3 separate regions of the Gossypium hirsutum genome follow, and all the other regions are linked to region 2. A link is a contact called in public Hi-C data. All regions are on one chromosome and are shown on one strand. The core of a region is the stretch at or near the end of the contact, and the rest is flanking DNA. Distances in the headings are between cores, read along the strand shown.

Region 1 (2,700 bases), core at 22-2,521, 170 kb before region 2:
CAAGGCTTCCAATATTTTAACCTCTCGCTTGACATCCTCAACAGCCATTGGAAGAACCATCTGCACCCCACCACATAAGAAAAAGCAAAAGAGATATTAGAACTACCAAATTTTGAGTAGTTAATTGAGTGAAAAATACATCATCTTCCATTCAATATCTCTACGATGCTTCTATTGAATACACTGTCAGTTCAAACAGCAAGATATATTAGATTTCAGATGCAACTACTGTCTTTTAGCTCAACTATCATGACAGTTAAATCAATTGCTGTAAACTTGCTATAACAAGATGGCTATTACAAGATTGTCATACCAAGATCTTAAAACAGTAATAAGATTATCAAGCCGAAGAAGAAAGGATTCAAAATCCTCATAGCTCGACGAGGTTATTGCAGATAACCCACCTAATTTTACCACACTCAAGTCGATGGTGTTTCTAATTGAGACCAATCAGAAGGGGAAAAGAACAAACTCTCCACACTGGGTTACAAATCAGAGAAGGGAAACACTCCCATAACCATTAAGGAACCCAAAGTAGAAGAAAAAAAAATCCCACCTTGAATATAATAGACTACGGATATAGCCAAAAGGAAAAAGTGAATCAAAATAATCCCAAGAAGCCAGAAGCAGAAACAAGCAAAGGATGACAAAAACATTAAAAAAGAATACCTTATTTTTATCAATTTTCTTAACAGCAACACGATCCCCATTTGCCTTGTCGATGGCAACATAGGTGTAACCAAATTGTCCATGTCCCAACAATTTCCCAATGGTGTATCGCTGATCAAAATCTTTATGATACCCAAAATCAGTACGCTTCCCGCAGGGTATGATCCCGGTTTGTCTGGTCGAACTTGGCTTCCCTTTGACCTTTAAAGGCTGAGAACTCCTCACCTGCTGCCGCTGACCCTGTTGATTATTTGGCTTTCGAGACTCTTTCTTCTCATTGACCGTTACAGTGGTGGCAGAGGGTTGATGTTTGCGGTGGTGGGCGGCGGCGTTGCTGCTTGAGCCAATAACTTTGGTGGTGGAGAGACAGGCTCCCATGATGTTGTTAACAAAGAAGAAGAAGAAGAAGAAGAAGGTATGCTAAAGGAATGAGTTGTAGAGATAGAATCCCATAGGAAAAGAAGAGAGAAGAAAATAAATAAATAGTAAAAGGGTAAATGATTAAAAGCCCCCAAAACAAAGATAATGGCAATGAGAGAGGAAACAAGGTAGGAAGAAGGTAAGAAGGAGATGGTGGTGTAGGTGCTGCCTGCCAAGGCCATGCCCATAGTCAAAAGCGCTTTTATTTTATTATTTTATGTTATGACCAAATAACGACACTACATTGGTCTAATTGTGCTTTCAGTCTCTCAAGTCTTTATATATTAGAAAATGTTAATCTCAAGAACTTAATAATTTGATTTAATGAAATTTTAATCGTTAAATTCAAATAATAAAAGAAAAAATAGAGATTTATAGTTAACTCCAAAATAAGAAAAATGCAGTGAGATTTTCCTCTTCTGTGTGTTTATTTCCCTCACCTAACTAAGCTGTTTTTAGTAGCTCAATTATGATCCTATATGAGGTTTTATTATATGGTTTGGATGTATTTTATACTTTTTTATGGTGTTTTAAACTAATTAATTTTAATTATAAACCTATGTATTGGTAACTTCAAAAGAAAATAATGTCTTGCACTAAATCTTTATACAAATTTCTTAAATAACAACTTTTAAGACAATTAATTCAAGTTTTGTTTGGTAGGTAGACCAACAATCTCCCAATTCCCATCCTCCAGAAATTGTAAGTTTTTAATTTGATATAATGGTAGAATTACTTTTTACTCCTTATTCTACCCCAAAAATGAATTTAATAACAGTAAATCTCATTTTGAATCTTTTTATTTAATAATTTTAATATTATTGTTAGATCTTTTTGAATTAAAAGTTAAATATAATTAATAAACTAGTTTTCTCAGACTGTGCACTATAAACACAAATATATAAAAATTTATTTTTATAATTTTATGATTATATCATAAATAAATTTAAATCATTTTTTAATTTTTATATATATTTTGTGATTTAATATTTTATTTGATAAAAGTAATATCTTAAATTATTATATGTATATGAGATATATATATACATAATTTCTAAACATAGGTCAATCTTATAGTATATGTAAAAATTAAAATTATGCTAATAAGATATAAACTATAGGTAAAATAATTTTATTCAAATTAATTAATAATTAACATTTTACTTTTTAAGTGACAAATATGTGTTTAATTATACAATTTCAAACATTTTTTACACACTAATGCTAAGTGTTTTATTTTTTAAAAAAATATTTTAAGCAAGAAATATTTAAAATGAAAAATTATACTATTATAATATTTACTTAATTGAATATATGATTTTCAAAATATAAAATTTTTTTTAACTAAAAAGTAATAGGAATTTTGTTTTTTAAAAATTATTTTTTAACAGCCTAATGACTTAAACGAAAACTTTCAAATAGTTTAGTGACCATTTTGTAACTTTTTGAAGTTGGACGATTGAAACATAAATTTACTAATATTTTAATAACCTTGGCTTTTACCGTTAATAATTCTTAGGGTAAACTACACTTGTAGCCACCCAGTTATTGGTAAGTTCCTTTTTTGATCACCTAATTAAGAAAAGTTACAAAACGATCATCCAGCTATTT
Region 2 (2,801 bases), core at 153-2,652:
ATTTGGGTAAATAAGTGATGAAAAATTTATGAATTTTGTCCGACATGGAAAATAAAATTAATTAAATTAATTATTTGCAAGGATTATTTTGCTTTTAGCTTAGTATGGAAGAGTTAAGATTACATATTAAAAAGAAATTTGAGTTTTGTAGACAATTATTAAAAATGAGTCATTTTAATTGATTTTAATTTAGAAACATAAAATAAAATTTAAAATTTTAGAGGGGGATTAAATTAATTAATTGAATTAATTTTAATATTATAGTAACAAACACTATCAAGAGATAAAAAATTGATTTTTTAAAATTTTAATATTAAAAAAAAAAGAAATTTAGAACCTTTGGCAGAGGGTAAACAAGTATAATTTGATAAAATTTTAATTAATTATTTTAGTTTCTATCTTTTTCTACTTTAATCTTTTAATTTTTCACTCTAATCAAAACTTAAAAAATAATTTTTTTAGGTGAACTAAATGAAAGTGTAAACATGATGCGGCGGATATAGTTAACCGTAGTTAGAATTTAACGTTTTGATTACTAAAATGAAAGCGCCTTAAAAATTAAAAGACAAAATTGCAAGGATTTCATATCTTGTGACAAAAATAAAAGTGACCTAAAATTTGAGTGAATAAATAGATAGTTTACCTTAATTTATACATAAGTAGATAGTTTGTGTTTTTTAAATGCTCTGAGTACAAGTTTGCCTCTTTTCATGTCTTATAGGCATGATAGTGGCATCCTTTAATTTATTTTTGAAACCATATTATTTAATTCCAAAAACAAACAGGTTCATATTCATTGTTTAATTGCTACACTGGGAGTCAAGTCGATATTATTAATTATATATTGATGTACAATCTGAGAGTATCCATGAGTTTTAAGTAACATCCTTTCATTCATCCCCAAAGGACAAGACTTGAGCTTTCAACTGAAAATGGAGACACTGTAACACAGAAATTACAGAGAAAAGGCAGCTGGTCTATTATTTGTCCATTAAATTTCCAAGCATGAGTTTCCAAGACATTGCAGTCCACTGACTTTAACAGCTACCTCCGTTATTTTTTGCCAAAATCATGCTATCTGTGTCACCCAATAATTTTGTGGTGGGTATTGTCTAAAAAATTAAATGATTGATCACCAAATATACTTTATTCTTATGAGAATAAATGAACCTCGATGACATATATCTCATGATTAACTAGTTTACAAGCTCGAAGCGTGGCTCTTGTGTGGATGGGGGCTTACATCCTATGTATTATTGCGTGGATAGAGTTTCAAATACATGGGAAATGTACGATCATTATGTCCTTTTCTTAGAACTTTAAGTGTTCAAATTTGACAAGGAAATTTCTTTGTCATAAACCAGAAAAGCAGTGGTTGAATTAAAAATAAGAGCCCTTTTCTGGTTTTACTTCACTATAAAATGGATTAAAAGAAAAGAGTTGCTACCAATGAGAGGAAATCAAGAGGCTAAAAAGTTGCTATGGCATCGACACTGTCAATTTTGGCTACTTTCACTATTATCCGCATCACATTCAACGACTTCGTCCCCAAGGAAATAAGAGACTATTTGTGGAGTTTCATCCGCCGTTTCTCATCGGAATTCACCTTGGTTATCGAAGAATCACATGATGGATCAAGGAACCATATTTTCCAGGCTACCATGGAATACCTTGGCAGCCATGTACTGTCTGCTTCAGCTGCCGAAGGTTCCCCGAAGCGGCTCACCGTAGGCAAGAGCGAGAAAGTAAGGAAGTTCACGTTCGGCCTGGATAGGCACTCGGAGATCGTGGATATATTCCATGGTGTTCCCTTGAAGTGGAAGTACAACGCTGATGTCAACACGAATACTAATAATCAACAAAAATCTGAATCGAGGTGGTACGAGCTTAGTTTTCAGAAGAATCATGTTGAGATGGTAAAGAGCAAGTATATTCCTCACATCATCAACACGGCCAAGAAACTGAAAGACCGGAATCGGATGGTGAAGTTTCACACTGTGAGGCGTGAAAGGTGGAGCTCAAGTGCTGTCAATCTAGACCATCCTATGACATTTGATACATTAGCCTTGGATGGTGACCTCAAAAAGACTATTATGGAGGATCTTGACAGCTTTATTAATGGCAAGGAGTACTATAAGAAAATTGGGAAAGTGTGGAAGCGTGGTTACTTGCTATATGGTCCCCCTGGAACAGGCAAATCAAGTTTGATTGCAGCCATGGCAAATCATCTCAACTTTGATATTTACAACTTGAACTTATCAGCAGTCAACTCGGACTCCTCTCTTGAGTACTTGTTGCTTCATGTGTCGAATCGTTCCATTCTTGTGATTGAAGATATTGATTGTACAGTCAAATTACAGAACAGAGATGCAGGGGACACAACCGCGAGTTATCCGCATGTCCAGGTAATTCATCAACTTGAATCTTGAATATGACCATATGAAGGGTGTTAACTTGTGTTATTGTCATGTCATCAGGTGACACTTTCTGGACTTCTGAACGCCATCGACGGCCTATTGTCATGCTGCGGAGACGAGAGGATCATTGTTTTCACCACCAACTACAAGGATAAAATCGATCCTGCGCTGTTGCGAGCCGGTCGCATGGACAAGCACATATGCTTGTCTTACAGCACCGCCTCTACCTTCAAGCAACTCGCGGCCAACTATCTCGGCATTTCGAACCACAATCTCTTCTCTCGTATAGAAAAGATTATAGAAGAGATCAATGTTTCCCCAGCTGAAGTTGCCGGTGAACTAATGAAGTCCAAAGATCCCAAAACTTGTCTGGAGGGCCTTATT
Region 3 (2,700 bases), core at 100-2,599, 140 kb after region 2:
ACTTTCAAAATGCACCAAAAAATTCTTCAAACTTTTTTTTAGAAAAAACAATTAAGCTCCTTTTTTTCACTCAATTGGGCACTTGAATTACCAAAATGCATAAAAAAATGTCATTTGATCGTTAATTTTAACAGTTGACCGTTAAAGTTATCTGCCTCTAGTTTTTTTCAGTTAAAGTAATCATGTGTCACAACCATGGTATTACATGTGGTAAAAAAATCAATAAAAAATTTATAAAAATGATTAAATTTTAATAAAACTATAAAAAAATATTTAAATTTTATTAAAATTAGAAAAAAATTATAAAAATTGTAAAAAATATAAAATATATAGAAATATAGAAAAAGTTATAAGATTTTATAAAGTCGTAAGAAAATTATAAAAAAATATAAAAAAATATAAAATTCGTAAAAAATTATAAAAATTATAAAATACTTCTTTTGGTACGATAATTTTTATAATTTTTATTATCGTACCATAAGAAGTATTTTATAATTTTTCTTTAACTTTAAATAAAAAAATGGGAGATGTTAACTTTAACTATTAACGATTAAAGTTAATGGTTAAATGACCTTTTTAATGTATTTTATAATTTTTTTATGATTTTTATAAAAGTTTACAATTTTTTATTATATTTATAATTTATTTCTAATTTTTAATAAGATTTAATTTTTTTATATTTTTATTAAAATTTAATAATTTTTATAAATTTTATTGATTTTTTTTATTTTTTTGTTACATATTTTGCCATGGTTTTGATACAATGTGACTTTAACTGAAAAAAATTAAAGGCAATTAACTTTAATAATCTTATTAACCATTAAAGTTAACCGTCAAAAGACATCTTTTTTGTATATTTTAATTGAATGTAAAAAAAATAGTGATTTAATTACTTTAAAAAAAATAAAAACTTTTTATATCCTTAAGTCAAAAGTAAAGATTAATTGTACAAATTAACTTAAAACTTTCGTCTAAAATAATGATATAATATACCATGTTAAACTTTTGTTACATCATTAACGATGATTAATAATTTATTGATTAAAATATAATAAATCAATAATATTATTAATAAAATTGTAAAATTTAATCATCAAAATATATTTTAAATCATACATAAAAATCTAAATTTAAGCATTTTATAGTAATCATGACCTCCATCATCATCGGTTGTGTTACGTTCAAAAGTCCATAAAATAAAATTGTTGAATTAGGAAAGAGTCCGCTCTGGTGATCAACCAATACCAGGCAGACAATTAGACAAACCCAACCAATCAAATTGCACCGCGCATTTAACTTCTCAGGGACAAATTTGTAAGTTCACAGAATATTAATGCCTTCTTCATTGACCATTTAATCCTCCGTTGTCCCCCTCCCTACACAGACTCACCCGACTCTTATAAACAACCAATTGCTTAAACGCACCACAAAGCGCTTCTTCCACTTTTTCTTTTCATCTCAAAAATTGAAATTTCACCGTCAAAGCTTTTTCCCCTCAGGTTCGAGCTCTGAAATGGCAACCGAGAATAACAGTTCCAGGGTCGGATCTGGATCCGGATCTCATACTGTCAACGGCGACGCGGCTCCTGACCGCAAGATCGCGTTGATCACTGGCATCACCGGTCAAGATGGTTCCTACCTGACCGAATTCCTCCTCAACAAAGGCTATGAAGTCCATGGCTTGATCCGCCGCTCTTCCAACTTCAATACGCAGCGTATCAACCACATCTACATTGATCCACATAACGCCCACAAGGCTCGGATGAAGCTCCATTACGCTGACCTCACCGACGCTTCCTCGCTTCGTCGCTGGCTCGATACTATTCGACCCGATGAGGTTTACAATCTGGCGGCTCAATCTCACGTGGCCGTCTCTTTTGAGATCCCTGATTATACAGCTGACGTGGTGGCTACGGGAGCTCTTCGCTTGTTGGAAGCCGTTAGGTCCCACATCGCCGCCACGGGTCGGACCCATATCAAGTACTACCAAGCTGGATCGTCCGAAATGTTCGGATCCACCCCTCCTCCGCAATCTGAACACACCCCGTTTCACCCCAGATCTCCATACGCAGCTTCCAAATGCGCCGCGCATTGGTACACTGTGAATTACAGGGAAGCTTACGGGCTTTTCGCATGCAATGGGATTCTTTTTAACCACGAGTCCCCGAGGAGAGGAGAGAATTTCGTGACCCGGAAAATCACCCGGGCCGTTGGGAGGATCAAGATTGGGTTGCAAAACAAGTTGTTTTTGGGGAACCTTCAAGCTTCGAGGGATTGGGGTTTTGCCGGGGATTACGTGGAAGCTATGTGGATGATGCTGCAACAAGAGAAGCCGGACGATTACGTGGTGGCGACGGAGGAATCGCATACGGTGGAGGAGTTTTTGCAAGTGGCATTTGGGTATGTTGGGTTGAACTGGAAAGATCATGTTGTGATTGATAAGAGGTATTTTAGGCCTGCCGAGGTGGATAACCTGAAAGGTGATTCAAGTAAGGCAAGGAAGGTTCTTGGGTGGAAACCCAAAGTTGGGTTTGAGCAATTGGTGAAGATGATGGTTGATGAAGATATCGAGTTGGCTAAGAGGGAGAAAGTACTGGTCGATGCTGGTTATATGGATGCCCAACAACAGCCTTAATTTACTGTGCCATCCAAAATTTTCTTCTTTGATGATATAGTTGGTGTTTAAGAAGAGGGTATTTA

Evidence for each region. A called contact is a pair of places that touch in the nucleus more often than the background predicts.
Region 1: a Hi-C map of leaf shows a contact between it and region 2, with 1.7 times the contacts expected there. The contact joins the promoter of LOC107912811 here to the promoter of LOC107912801 in region 2. A contact is called at or near these places in 2 of 34 Hi-C or Micro-C datasets (callus and leaf).
Region 3: a contact with region 2 is called in a Hi-C map of callus, with 2.7 times the contacts expected there. The contact joins the promoter of LOC107911032 here to the promoter of LOC107912801 in region 2. A contact is called at or near these places in 2 of 34 Hi-C or Micro-C datasets (callus and leaf).

What each region holds. Positions count from the first base shown.
Region 1 is chrD11:20,684,512-20,687,211 of Gossypium_hirsutum_v2.1, forward strand. LOC107912811 (calcium-dependent protein kinase 28) reads right to left here and starts at 1,272. Exons shown (of 12, transcript XM_016841150.2): 1 at 670-1,272; 2 at 1-60. The coding sequence starts at 1,047.
Region 2 is chrD11:20,854,326-20,857,126 of Gossypium_hirsutum_v2.1, forward strand. It overlaps LOC107912801 (AAA-ATPase At3g50940), which reads left to right and starts at 1,403. Exons shown (of 3, transcript XM_016841137.2): 1 at 1,403-2,405; 2 at 2,478-2,801. The coding sequence starts at 1,482.
Region 3 is chrD11:20,996,407-20,999,106 of Gossypium_hirsutum_v2.1, forward strand. LOC107911032 (GDP-mannose 4,6 dehydratase 1) reads left to right here and starts at 1,350. Exons shown (of 1, transcript XM_016838931.2): 1 at 1,350-2,700. The coding sequence starts at 1,514. The coding sequence ends at 2,635.